2 separate regions of the Mus musculus genome follow, and region 1 is linked to region 2. Evidence: chromatin contacts called from public HiChIP or PLAC-seq data. All regions are on one chromosome and are shown on one strand. The core of a region is the stretch at or near the end of the contact, and the rest is flanking DNA. Distances in the headings are between cores, read along the strand shown. Region 1 overlaps Gm32835 (a long non-coding RNA gene). Region 2 holds the start of Elf3 (E74-like factor 3).

Region 1 (6,503 bases), core at 1,600-4,099, 430 kb after region 2:
CTGCGTTAGCCTTCCTGCCCCGCCTCCCCAGCCGGCCGGCCGCAGAAAGGCGGCTGCTGCGTGGCGGGGGCTACGCCGGGAGTTGTCAGGACAGGAAGCCTTAGCACAATTGAGCCTTTCCTTTACCGAAGGACCCGCCACCATCACTTCCAGGAGGGGTCCTCCGGCCCAAGTCCTCTAACTACCTCAGTTGTTCTAGAGAAAGGTGCAGATGGATCGATGAGAGTCCTAACCTGCTTCTGGAGCCGCCATTCATCTCCGTCCACTTTGGAACCCGGCAAGGGTCATGCTATCTGATCTGGGACCCTTAGGTGAGAGGTAATGGGGAGTCCCGGAAGTTATCTAGCAAATAGTAGAGGTTTGGTTAGCCAATTTTGCCCACCTTTCTGATCCCCACGCGGCCTACCCTTCTTCCAGAGAAGTGGGAGGAGGAAGAGAGGGGAAATGACAAGACCCTACCCACATCCTTGTGCAACTAGTGCTGGGGCGTGAGTGAGCTTAAGGCGCCTGCCTCCTGCAGGCTTTCAGGCTGCAGCAAGCAAGCACACAGATAGAAACCAGGTGAACTGTGCTCCTAGCTCAGGCCCCAAAGCTCTGTGTGAGAGGGAACACCTGCCACCAAGGACTCAGCACGTGAGGACTTACCTTCTCCCAGCTTCAGTCAACCATCAGGAAGACTGATTTATTTTCAAGGTGCCCCGGGGTTGGTGACTGGGAAAGAAAGCAAAATGCCAATGCCCCAGTCTGGATTAGAACCCTTGTCCACCTAGTCCCTCGGAGTCATAGGATAAGGGAAAGTGGACAGTAGACAGGGGCCTTCCCAGATAGTCAGGGAAATGGCTTTAATTATAATATTTGTCCGAGAATGCACATTGTCCTATGGAGGGATGAGAAGGCTGCAGATTAGTGCCTGCGATGAGCCCCTTGCTCTAAAGGTGTGGGCACACACTCCAAGTCTGCTGCCACTGGATCTAAGGAGTTCTTTTACTTCTTGGCTACCTCAGTTTTCTACAATGGTAGGACTTGTCCTGTAACGTTGCCGAAAGGATTAAAGGAGGTAACGGAGGTGACATGCTTGTGCCTGGCTATAGTACGTCCTCAATAAACAGTTTTAAGAGACTGCATTTAACTTAACACGCACCGGTTGGAATCCTCTTACTTTTCAGAGTCCCCACAGCCTGCATAGGGTCGCCTTGTCTTAAGAAGACATCATTGCATATGGGTGACACACACCTGTAATCTCAGCACTCAGGAGGCTAAGGCAAAGGGATCGTGAGTTTGAAGCCAACTTGGGTTACACAGACTGTCTTTCCCCGGTGCTCACCAAATAGGGCTGCCTAGGTTTCTTGGCCCTGAAGTCCCAAGGACAAAAAACTGTGGAAGTCGTGCAAAAAAACACCAGAAACTGAACTGCCCACTGCCACAGAGAAAATGGACATGCGTGGGACCCTTGCAGCCACACTGGTAATGCCAACATGACATCACCCCTTGGGTACTTCCCAGAGTGAAAAGGAAGGCCAACATGATACTTTTGTGAGATTTGAGTCTTATATTTAGATCAACATTTCTCTCCTGTGACCCCCTCCCCCAACACCACTCTATTCTGAATGCCTGCCTCAAGCACACATCTCCAACAGTGAACTTAAGTTCGTGGGTAAACACAGGAGGGTGTCCATGGGTGTGAAAGAGAAATAAAGGACCCAGTCTTGTTGGGGTGACAGGCAGAGTGTGTGAAGGCCATAGGTGAGAGCGTCAGAGAGAAACAGGCAGGAGCCAGTATGGGCAGAGTTCTCTTTGGAGAAGAGGCAGGGTCCTACCCATAAGTGGCCTCTGCCAAGTGCCTACCTTGTGAGTGGTTTTTGTCTGAACACAGTGATGATTCAGTTGTTCTGAATCAAACAAATGGATTTCCCTTAAATATGAAAATCAATGAGAGGTAAAGACCAGGGCTGCAGATGGGGTCAGATGGAACGAGCCAGAAGGAGGCTGGGGGTGGGGGGTGGGGAGGGAGCAGATTGGTTGATGAAGGGTGGAGACCTACTCATGGCCACCATAATCTCCATAATGGAGAAGGTGGCTTGCAGGACTGCTGACCCCACTAAGGCAGGTCCCTTCTCTGTCCTCTGCTGCTGTGCACCAGCTCTGCCTCAGGGCAGTTTGTTATCAAGAGGATTAATGTCAGTGTGACAAACAGGGTTTTCAAAATCAGCCCAAGAAGTTTGTGCCCAGCCCATTGAGTCTCAGACCTGGCCTGAGATGAGAGCACTGGAAGCCCCAGAAAGCATAGGAAAAAAAAATTTTTTTCTGCCACAGCCTGATTGCTTTGTAGGGTGGGGTAGATCTTTTCTTCCTATGCTGAGCTCTGTAGGCCAGTGTTCAATTGTCCTGCCACTGGGGTCACCTGATGTGGGACTTTGGACATTTGAATAGAATGCACTCCCTGTGGCCTATAACAGGGCAGTCTTGACCTCCTTGCCTCTTTCAGGGTTCGTAGAGCCGTTTGCAGGGAACTGGGCAGGGATATGAAGACAGTATGTGGCTTCATTTTCCTCAGCAAGAAACATTGTTAGTGCTCTTGAGGTGGAGTCCAGGGACCTTCTGACTTCCTCCTCCAAAGCCAGTGGAAAAACACTGCGCCTGGCTGCAGAGGACATGATTCCCTCCATGCCCGGCTGGTGCCACTTACAGAAATACAGCACCTCAGTTTGCTCGTCAGTGAAAGTGGGTATCCCACCCAGGACACACTACCAAGGCTGTGGTATCAGTGAGATCATAGAAGAGGGTGTGGCTTAGACAGTGCCACTCAAACATAAGCAGAAGCACAGTAATCACACAGAAAGTACCCAGTCATACCCAGCCCTGCCCCACCCACACCAGGTCATGCTCAGCTCCCGGGCCCTGCACTGGGTCCCCCCAACCCTCCCAACCCCTCACTTCACTGTTTCTGGCCTCAGTGCTGCACAGTATATTTTTTGAGAAATAGAAGTCTGTCCAGGCATAACCCTGTCCTCTCTACTTGGTTCATCAGCCAGCAAGGGGCTTCTGCTCCAGCCAGAATGCTTTGCCCCTGCCCTGTCCTTGGCCACTCTGACCTCATGCTGCTGGCCCTGGGTCCTGCTTTTAACGCTGATTGCTGGAGTGAACGAGGGCCCGGGAGGAAGAGTCTGTGGGGAAAGCTGGCAGAGCGATGAACGTTTTACACGAGCCAGCGAGTCACTGCCTTATCGGGAAGATGAGCTGCTCCCTCTTACCAGGAAGTACGATGTGCGGAGAGCCAGTGTTTTTCCAAAGATGGCCTTTGAAGAGGAGTGTTCCTTTAAGGGCTGGGAAAGCAGGAGTGAGGCTGGTGGAGAGAAACTGGGCCCCTTTAAGATGCCTGGCTCTGGCAGGCTTTGCAGTCTTGGAGGTAATAAGAGTCTGGCCACCTATATGCACTTGCTGGGTGTCTATAGCTGCTTTAAGCACTCAATCTATACCAAGCCATATCATAACAAGCCTATATAATAAACATCAGTCGGGTTTTTTTGCCTTTTATCAAAAAGTCTTGGTTTCATTTTTTTAAAAATGTGTTTGTATGTGCAAGTGTGTGTGTGTTCAGTGTGTGTAGGAGGCATGAGTGCAAGAGAACAGCCCTAGGCATCATTCTCAGGAATGCTGTCCACTTCCTTCCAGACAGGATCTCTCACTGGGCTGGAGATCATCAATGGGGCCATATTGTCTGGCCAGAGTCCCGAGGCTCCGCCTGTCTCTGCCTCCCCAGCCCTGGGATCACATGCCCTCATATTTGATTCAGGAGATTGGCCTCAGGTCCCTTTGCTGGCGGAGTCATCCCCTGTGCCCCTCCACTGCCCCTCCCCCACACCCTAACGTTTCTTTAAAAAAAAAAAACAAAAAAAAAACTTTTTTGTTGTTATTTTTGTTTTTTGTTTTTCAAGACAGGGTTTCTCTGTGTAGCCCTGGCTGTCCAGGAACTCACTCTGTAGATCAGGCTGGCCTTGAACTCAGAAACCCGCCTGCCTCTGCATTCCAAGTGTTGGGATTAAAGGCGTGTGCTACCACTGCTTGGCTTCTGAAGTTTCTTTTTAAAAGGCAGGATCAGGATGGGGAGCTGGGGGGCTGGAAAGATGGCTCAGCGGTTAAGAGCACCAACTGCTCTTTTGGAGGTCCTGAGTTCAAATCCCAGCACCCACATGGTGGCTCACAACTATCAGTAATGAGATCTGATGCCCTCTTCTGGTTTGTCTGAAGACAGCTACAGTGTACTTACAGATAATAAATAAATAAATGTATATTTTTAAAAAAAGGGTGGGATGCTGCAGAGGTGGCTCAGCAGTTAAGAGAATTGGCTGCTTTTCTGAAGGGTACAGATTTGATTCCCAGCACCCACACGGAAGCTCACAAAAGCCTCTAACTCAGTTTCAGGCATCTGGCACCTTCCTCTAGCCTCTGTAGGCACTAAGTACAGAGTGGTGTATAGACATGCAGTCCCTGCTTGCTCCAGCCCAAAGATTTGTTATTATATGTAAGTACACTGTAGCTGTCTTCTGACAAACCAGAAGAGGGCATCAGATCTCATTATGGGTGGTTGTAAGCCACCATGTGGTTGCTGGGATTTGAACTCAGGACCTTCGGAAGAGCAGTCAGTGCTCTTACCCACTGAGCCATCTAGCCAGCCCCTAAGTGTCCTTTTTAAAGGATATTTATTTATTTATTTATTTATTTATTTATTTATTTATTTATTTATTTATTTATGTATTTCCTGTGTATGATCTCATCCATTGGTGTATGCATGTGCACAATGTATATATGGAAGTCAGAGGACAACTTGTAGGAATTGATTCTCTCTCTCTATCACTTGGATCCTGAGGATTGAATCCAGGTAGTCAGGTTTGCAGGCAAGTGCTTTTACGGGCTGATACCATAGATATCAGGCCCCATGACTATCATTTTTATTTCTATTTTGTAAGTGAAGAAAATGAGGTGTGTGTGGTGGGGCTGAGGTGGGGCTGTCTCGTGGTTTTTAAGTGCTAGGGCCAAAATGTAACCGCATGCCATCTGGCTCCTATAGTCAATTCCTGCAGGGGACTCTGCAAATAAGGAGGAACGCAGACTGTGGCAGCATAGGTGGTGGGGAGGGGCCCTGCCATAAACTAGCGTCAGTGCACACCTTTATTTATTTCCTTTTGACAGCTTTACTGGTGTAAAACTTACCCAACATAAGTGTCAAACTGATCTGGAGCAAATCCACAGAGTTTCCCGATCATCACCATATTCAGCATTTGGAACCTTTCCCAAGCCAGGCAGTGGTAGCACATCCCAGCACTCAGGAGACAGAGGAAGATGGATCTCTGAGTTCAAGTCTGGCCTGGTCTACAGTGTGAGTTCCAGGATAGCAAGGGCTACATACACAGAGAAACTCTGTCTTGGGGGAGGGGGAGGGAGCGATACAGGAGGGAGGGGGACAGCAGGGGTGGAGAGAATATTTCCTTCAAGTTTTCTCAAAGGGCACAGGCTTTGGGCTGAGCCTCAGCATCCTCATCTGTAAGGGTAATAATACTGCCAGTCTCGCAGGACGGTTAGGAGCATGAAGTGGGATGTCTGACTGGTGTGTGGCTTACAGAACATCAGCTCTTGTCACCAGTATTACTCTATAGTCTCTTAGTCGGCAGAACACAGACTTTTAGACTAGAAGTGCCATAAAGGCTGTTGAATCGCGCCCACATCCTTTAACGGAAAGACACTAAGGTGCCAAGATGCCTGGCAACTTTTCAAAGGACACAGTGTCCACGCGGAGCTGGAGCTGGAATCCACGTTTCTTGGTTGGTGGTTCCATGCACTCTTTTCTCCGGAGACATTTTTCTTCTGTGGCACAGGGAAGGCATTGTTCCACACCACTGCCATCGTTCATTGTGGGCGCCTCTAGAGCAATGCTGACAGGCAGTCAAGGACTCTGGGAGCTTGCTTAGCAGTCTGGCCTGGAAGCAGAGAACGCAGCTGGAGCAGGCTGTGTGCAGACAATAGCCAGTGTGGAGGCTGAGACAGGAATGTCTATTGTCAGAAAAGGGCATGCATTAACTCAAAGAATGGAGGGCTCTGACGGGCCAAGTCGGCAGCTCTCTGTAGCACACACAGGCAAGGCCAGCTCCGTGGGCTTGTGAACGTGCACAGTGGCACAGTGCCTCGTGTTTGAAAGGGCTTCTACTTGGCTTAGTGCCTGCTATTCTGAAATTCTTGGTACTTTAAAGCAAAGAGTCACACAGCTTTGTTCAGTGCTAAAAATTTTAAATTGTATAACCACCTTTGTCCACGGGGCAGAGCAGAGCATGGTGTCTTAAGGCTCCACCAGGGAATCGTGTCTCCACATAGAATTTATTCACACGTACTCTACACATATACCATTATTGGAGAGCCTTCATTCTGAATATTGAGAGGATGAAGGACTGGGCGTTCTGTTGTCTGCCTCTAGTCCTACCTGCTCCAGAGAGGATAAAGCAAAGGGATGA
Region 2 (6,305 bases), core at 2,839-5,338:
CGTGGGAAGGAGGTGGTCAGAGGTGTAGGCAAGAGGCATGCTATGGTCTGAGGTTCGCATTGGTTCCCAGCCCCAGTGTGCTGAGCTGGCCCTCTCTGCCTGAGTGTTCCCTCTCCTCACCTGTTGTGGCCGCGGTGATCTGTAATTATGGCCAGAGCACCTGCTTCTACATTTACTTCTCTGTGCCTTCTGGCTATGTCCTGGGGCTTTTCATAAAGGCCCGTGAACTGAGGGAGAGGGGACTTTAGCAACGCTGAGCTAGTTCACCTTTGTGGCCCAGAGACAAGGGAGCTGAGCTGTCAATTTCTATTCTTTCTCTCAAGTGTCTTTCTTAGAACAAGTCTGCAGGAAACACAGAAATGTTAGCTAAAGCTAAGTGTGCTCACGATCTCTGCCCAGCGCTTTCTTCATGCTGCACGTAACCAACTACACAGGGCCACAACACTGTCCTTGTCCTCTCCATACGGGCCTCAGGCCTGTCTTGTGAAACCTAGCGGAAGCCAGTAGAGCCCAAGCAGAGGTCCCTGACGCTCACACTCACCTCATGGCTCGGCTCAGCTTCTCATAGGTCATGTTGCTGTTCTTCTTCTTCTGGCCCCAGAGTTGGGCCACGGCCTCTGAGCGAAGAAACTTGAACACACCCTCGTGCCGGTTCTCCCACTTCATGAGGCCTTCGTTGAGCTCGGGGTGGATTAGGATGTCTCGGATAAACTCCCACAGGTGAGTACCTCTGGGGGCTACAAGGGAAGATTTCCTCAGTTATCAGTCTGGGGTGCCCCTCTCCTCTAGGCGACCTGGCCTCTCCTATCCCAACGAGGCTAAGAGCCAAGGCATATGGGAGTATATGAAATGTCCTCTTAGTGATTGCTATAGTGGCTGCTTCCTTTCCTGCCCCAAAATGCAATGCGCTAGGCCGACTGCACAGAGCGCTCGATTCTCTCACCAGTTAAGGATCAAACAACTGGTTAAGATGGACAGCGACAGAGACACGCTTCTTTGTGAGGGGGCTCATGGTTCAGTGGGGACCAATGGTGGTGAGAACTTGGCACACATGGGGTCAGAGAGCTGCCTATAGCCTGAGGGACCAAGAAACAGCTTCCCGGAATTAACAGTCCCCTCGGGACAAGAAGGAAAGCAGGCCAGGAGTGCATACGTGCAGGTCTGTGTGTATGGAAGAGGCGGCAGGCAAGACCTTTGGGGTGACCTCCAGGTGGTTCAGAGCAGCTGGAGCACACAAGGCCCGAGGCTCTTTCAGCAGGCTGTGCCTGGAGTCGCAGCCACCCCAGCCTGCCTGGCTCTGAGCACCCACCAGCTGCCTCCTCCCCATCGGAAAGTTCCATCAGGCAAGACAGGGGCCAAGTACAGGGATAGTTAAAGAGGAAGAGTGTGGGAAGGCTGGACTCTCTCCATGGCCTCTCCTAGGACCCTCAGTTCCCTTCTTCTCTAAGTCCAAGCAGGCCTCTGTAAAGAGGCAGTAACAAATGCCATGGAGCCCCGTCAATGCAATGAGTTCCAGCGGCTGTGAGAGGCCAGTGGAAGCTGAAGGAATAGTATCCCTCCGCCCACAGGCCTGGCAGCCCTTAGAGCTTACCGTGCTTGCTCTTCTTGCCCTCCAGACAGTCCCAGTATTCCTTGCTCAGCTTTCTGGGACGCCCCCGTTTCCTCTTCCCGTGCTTGGGTTCCCCCTTCTTATAGTCAGGAAAGCCATCTATGGGAAGGGGGTTGGAAGGTCAAGAGAAGGTAAGGGCAGGGTGTCAACAGGGAGCCTTGCTACAGAAACTGCAGCCATAGGGCAGAGGGGAGTGGCTAGACCCCATGGACAGGACCCCCAAGAACAGCCCTCAACTCACCTCTAGGGAAGACCTTGCTCTCGGTGAGGTCCAGGTCCACATCACTTCCACCGGAGTCAGAAGCATGGGAACTCTGGGGAGTAGCGGTCCCTAGGGGTGAAAAATACCACTTCAATGCCAGGGCCAGCCTACCCAGTCACTGCCTACCCAGACTTCAGATACTGAATGAGTATTCTAAGAACTCGATGCACTCTAGGGCACTTGGAGAAGGCAGGCTGTGGCAAGGGCAGGACTTACTTGCAGTGGAGACATCAGAGCTGCCGGGGGAGGGCGCTCCAGGGCCATAGGTACTGCAGTAGTAGGGACTGGCCTGGCGGCCATCATCCAGGAGTTCCTGGGCAAAAGGACTTCCCTGATCTGAGAAAAGAAGTTAAGAGCTTAGAGAGGCCCAGGATACCAGCAAGGACAGGCACGACCCTCCAGGGACCACAGAAATGACTATGGACTTATTTTCAAGTTGGGAGAGAATATCTCTAGCACTCTGGAGGAGTTACAGATGGGACAAGACAAGCTAGGGAGGAAAAAGGGAGAAAATGGGTTCTCACCAAAGGGGCCCGAGTCGCCTAGGCTCTCTTGGAAGGACATGCCATCCTTCTCCAGCAGCTCGATGATCCAGCTGAGTTCATCAGAAGAGTTGGAGGCTGGCGGAGGCAGGGAGGGAGAGCGTCACTGACCATGGTTCCGGCAGGGGCTCGATGGCTGCACCCTCCTGCCCAAGTCCCAGCCACCTCGCTCACTCTCTAGGCCCTGTGGCTCCCAGCCTAGACTTACTGAGGTCCCGAAGCTGGGCATGGAGCTGGTCTCCCAGAGGTCCAAAGACTAGCCGCAGCTCCTCCAGCGCACAGCTGCAGAGGGTGGCTCCGTCCATGTCGCAGCGGGAGAAGTCGATGGAGCTGGCGTCATACTTGTTCTTCTCCACTTGGTAGCTGATCCACTCCAGAACCTGGGTCTTCGACCAGAACTGGGGCCGCTCGCTAGTCCAGCTTGCCTTCTCTGCAAGGTGGAGTACAGCCAGAGGATCAGTCCTGTCCCTTTGGGATCTTGTCTGAGGTCCTACACAACCCGAGGAGGGGCGGAGAGGGACAGATACATATCCACAATCACAACATGGCTAGTTCTCAAGTTCATCCTCCCTTAATCTGTCACCACAGTTCTTATATTCCCACCACCTCAGCCACTACAGTCTTCTCGGGACTAGGAACACAGTCTAGCATAAATAAGGTCTTGTTTGGGTTCTTTCCCCAGTACTACACAAACATATGAATGAATAAATCCTCCCCAGCCACTAACTCCAGGATACCCTTCCTCCCTGTCCATTTATCATCTAAGAGCCTCTCAGATCATTGGTGTCCTGTCTGTAAAGATTTTACACAGCACTCACCTGGACCTTCCAGTGTCATCTGTTGGTTGTTCAGGGTCAACACCAAGTCTTCAGTGCCAAAGGTAGTCGGAGGAGCAGGAGCCAGGGTGGGGTCTTCTGAGCTGTACATGGCGTTGAAGTAGTTACTAAAAACGTTGCTGATCTCACAGGTGGCAGCCATGAGGGCCCCTGGGAAGAGGAGACAAGGTGGGGAGGGTACAGGTCAGGGTACACTTCCATTTCTGTCTGGCAAAGCCTGGGCAGCAACAGCCGAGAGGCAGGAAGTTCAGTGTTGCTGTAGACATTCTCTCTTCAACACCCCCCCCCTCCACCACACACACACAAACACACACACACCACCACCACCACCACCACCACCACCACCACCACCACCATCACCACCAAGAGCCAGCTACTTGGGGAAGCTGAGGTTGGATGCTCTCTTGAGCCTAGAAGGGTCAGGCCAGCTGGCGCCAAACTGGGAAATTCGGCTCCGAAAAATAAAAATAATCTCAAAGCGGGTGGGACCATGATACAAATTCTTCTGGGGCTCTCTCCACAAATCACGTGGGCTCCTGAACCAAAGAAGCCACCCTGTCCCTCCAAGACACCGATCTGGTCTCTGACCAGTCCCAGAATACACCCACAGTAGCCCCAACACTCCAGCTAGGAACCTCCAAGCCTGAGTGATTAAGTTCAGAACTGTAAATCCACTGGACGGTTCCTGAAGCCAGAGTTAGGGAATGTGACCGTACCGAGGTGTGTCAGGGTTCGGTGTGGCAGGCGGGTGAGCAGGCTTCTGAGGCCACAGGAAGGGAAGAAATCTAAGCGGTCGAAGGCTCCGCAGGTAGCAGTGATGAGTGTGGCCAGGGCGCTGCCCCCACCCGCTCTAAATAGAGCAAAGCAGGAGCTCCTCCCCTCCAGGTCTTCGGCGTACGTCCCCGGTTGTAACCTGAGCTGGTGGCTCATTGGATGCTGGGGATTTCCTGGCCTTCAGACTGGGCTCCCTGTCCCAGGTGATTTGCATATTCCGTGCCACTTGGCCCAGATCCTAGCAGGCGGTGCTGGGAAATCAGGCCTGGCTGGTTTAATGATTGTCAGAATCTGTCATTCCGCACCCTCTGGGGTTGGGCCCTGGGTACTGAACTGGGCAGGTGGCGGGAACATTGCAGGGGTGGGCATCTGTGCCTTAGGCTGCCCTCTGGCCCTGGAAATTCTTCCTGGGGGCCTGGCCAGGGCTGAACTGGGGAGGAGAAAGCAAGGCAAGGAATCTGAACCGGTGGCTGGGTCAAGACTGATGCTTCCAACTGTCTAGAGGTCTAGAGACAAGAAGGGCCTGGTGAAAGTTACCGAGGCTAAGGGGTTTCCTCCACAACACCCAGAAGCTGGGATTCTGAAAGCGGCTAGGCAACACACTGGGCAACATTCACGGTCCAGTGGTGGTTTGGGTCTGATAGTCTGTCTAGTCAGCTACAGAGACCATTTGCTGGCACTTTGCCTGTCTGGAGCCCACCCAAACGCGATGGTTGCTGAAGCGGTAGAGATCAGACACTACTTCAAGTCTTCCCTTGGTGCCTGTGGCGCTCTCCTCGCCTAGGGTCGGCTGGCGGTGCTGTTTGGTTTATCCGCGAGTCTGGTCTGCTCCTGATTACCCTTCTCTCCGCCCACTCCATTAGTATCTGCCTGCTGCCCTCTAGTGGTCAGAAGCCCAACATTTGAGTCATTACAAAGACAAACAGGATGCACATGTTAATTTACTGTTTACCGGGGCCCTTAAAAAACAAAAACAAATTGGGGTGGAGGAGGGCAGCGCACATCTTTAATCCCAGCACTCCTGAAGTAGAGGTAGAAGGATTTCTGAGTTCGAGGCCAGCCTTGTCTACAGAGTGAGTTCCAGGACAGCCAGGGCTACACAGAGAAACTCTGTCTTGAAAAACTAAAACTACAGAACAAAATCCCTCTGGAGATGCAGGAAATTGAACCCAGAGCTTCTTATGCAAGCATTCTACAAATGGGTTCTAGTCCCAGGATTCTGTTCATTTTTGAAACTTTGTCTAGCTACATATACCAGGCTGGCCTCAAACTCAAGAGACAGGCTCTAGAGATGGGTTAAAGGGTAACTACCCAGACCAACACCAGAAACCTTTTTAATATAACTATCCTCATCCAAAAACATCCAATAAGCAATGTGGGGCTGCTGAGATAGCTCAGTGGATAAGGATACCTGCTGCTAAGGATGCTATGGATGGACCCGTGTTCCATCCATACATGATAAAAGGAGAAAACTGACTCCTGTAATGTGGTACTCTGACCTTTATGTGCAAGTGTACACACACATACACACTAAACAAACAAGATATACACACACACACACACATATACACACACACATGTTTGCATCTTTTTTGAGACATGGTCTTTACATAGTTCTAGCTATCCTGGGACTTACTATGTGGCTAGCCTCCAACTCAGAACTCTACCTACCTCTGCCTCCCCAGTACTGGGATTAAAGGCACGCCCACTATGCCTGGCTGTAAGCATGGTTTTAAAAATATTTTTAAAAAGCACTGTTGGACACATGTGGAGATGCATCCCTTTAATCTCTCAACTCCCAAGGCAAGTGGACCTCTGCGAGCTGAAGGCCAAGCCTGGACTACATAGTGAGTTCTAGGTTATCAAGGGCTACATAGTAGTGAGACTCTTTCAAAAGAGAGAGAGAGAGAGAGAGTGAGAGAGAGAGAGAGAGAGAGAGAGAGAGAGAAGAAAAGAAATGATATATAGTTGTTGTCTTGATAAGTGGTTTGTTCAGGCTACCAAATTTGGAAAGTGACAAGCAGTTGTTGGTGCCTTTTCCCTCTGGCTACAACCATCCCACTCAGGGAATTTTTAAAGGGATATAGTAAGTGAGAATTCCAGTCACTTACCCTGGAATGTGGGAGTACAGCTGGTAGAGCGATTATTGCCTAGCAAAAGATATGCATGTGTCTGGAATTCCAGCGCTCAGGGTCAGTCAGTCTCAGCTACATTTGAGTTTGGGGCTATCTTAGGCTACAGTAGATTGTCTCAAAAGCAAAACCATAAAATTAGCAAAGAAT

What was found. HiChIP or PLAC-seq counts read pairs in DNA pulled down with a chosen protein or histone mark.
Region 1: a FOXA1 HiChIP or PLAC-seq map of pancreatic cancer cells shows a contact between it and region 2. The contact joins the enhancer-like site here to the promoter of Elf3 in region 2. A contact is called at or near these places in 2 of 39 promoter capture datasets (HPC-7-derived erythroid cells and embryonic stem cells), 3 of 484 Hi-C or Micro-C datasets (all in embryonic stem cells), 5 of 115 datasets of contacts at active chromatin or transcription factors (embryonic stem cells, epiblast stem cells and pancreatic cancer cells) and 1 of 9 other capture datasets (embryonic stem cells).

The regions. Positions count from the first base shown.
Region 1 is chr1:135,688,407-135,694,909 of GRCm38.p6, forward strand. Gm32835 (a long non-coding RNA gene) reads left to right here. Exons shown (of 2, transcript XR_387422.3): 1 at 1-1,464; 2 at 3,029-3,541. Among named protein-coding and RNA genes, the nearest start is that of Gm32835, 3.5 kb to the left of the region's middle. Within about 2 kb of position 2,850, at least 65 of the 459 cell types and tissues checked have an H3K27ac peak or open chromatin away from gene starts, as enhancers often do. A contact at or near this core is called in pancreatic cancer cells, where this site is marked.
Region 2 is chr1:135,254,384-135,260,688 of GRCm38.p6, forward strand. Elf3 (E74-like factor 3) reads right to left here and starts at 4,089. Exons shown (of 9, transcript NM_007921.3): 1 at 3,966-4,089; 2 at 3,232-3,399; 3 at 2,622-2,843; 4 at 2,396-2,491; 5 at 2,088-2,207; 6 at 1,851-1,940; 7 at 1,592-1,708; 8 at 542-737. The coding sequence starts at 3,391.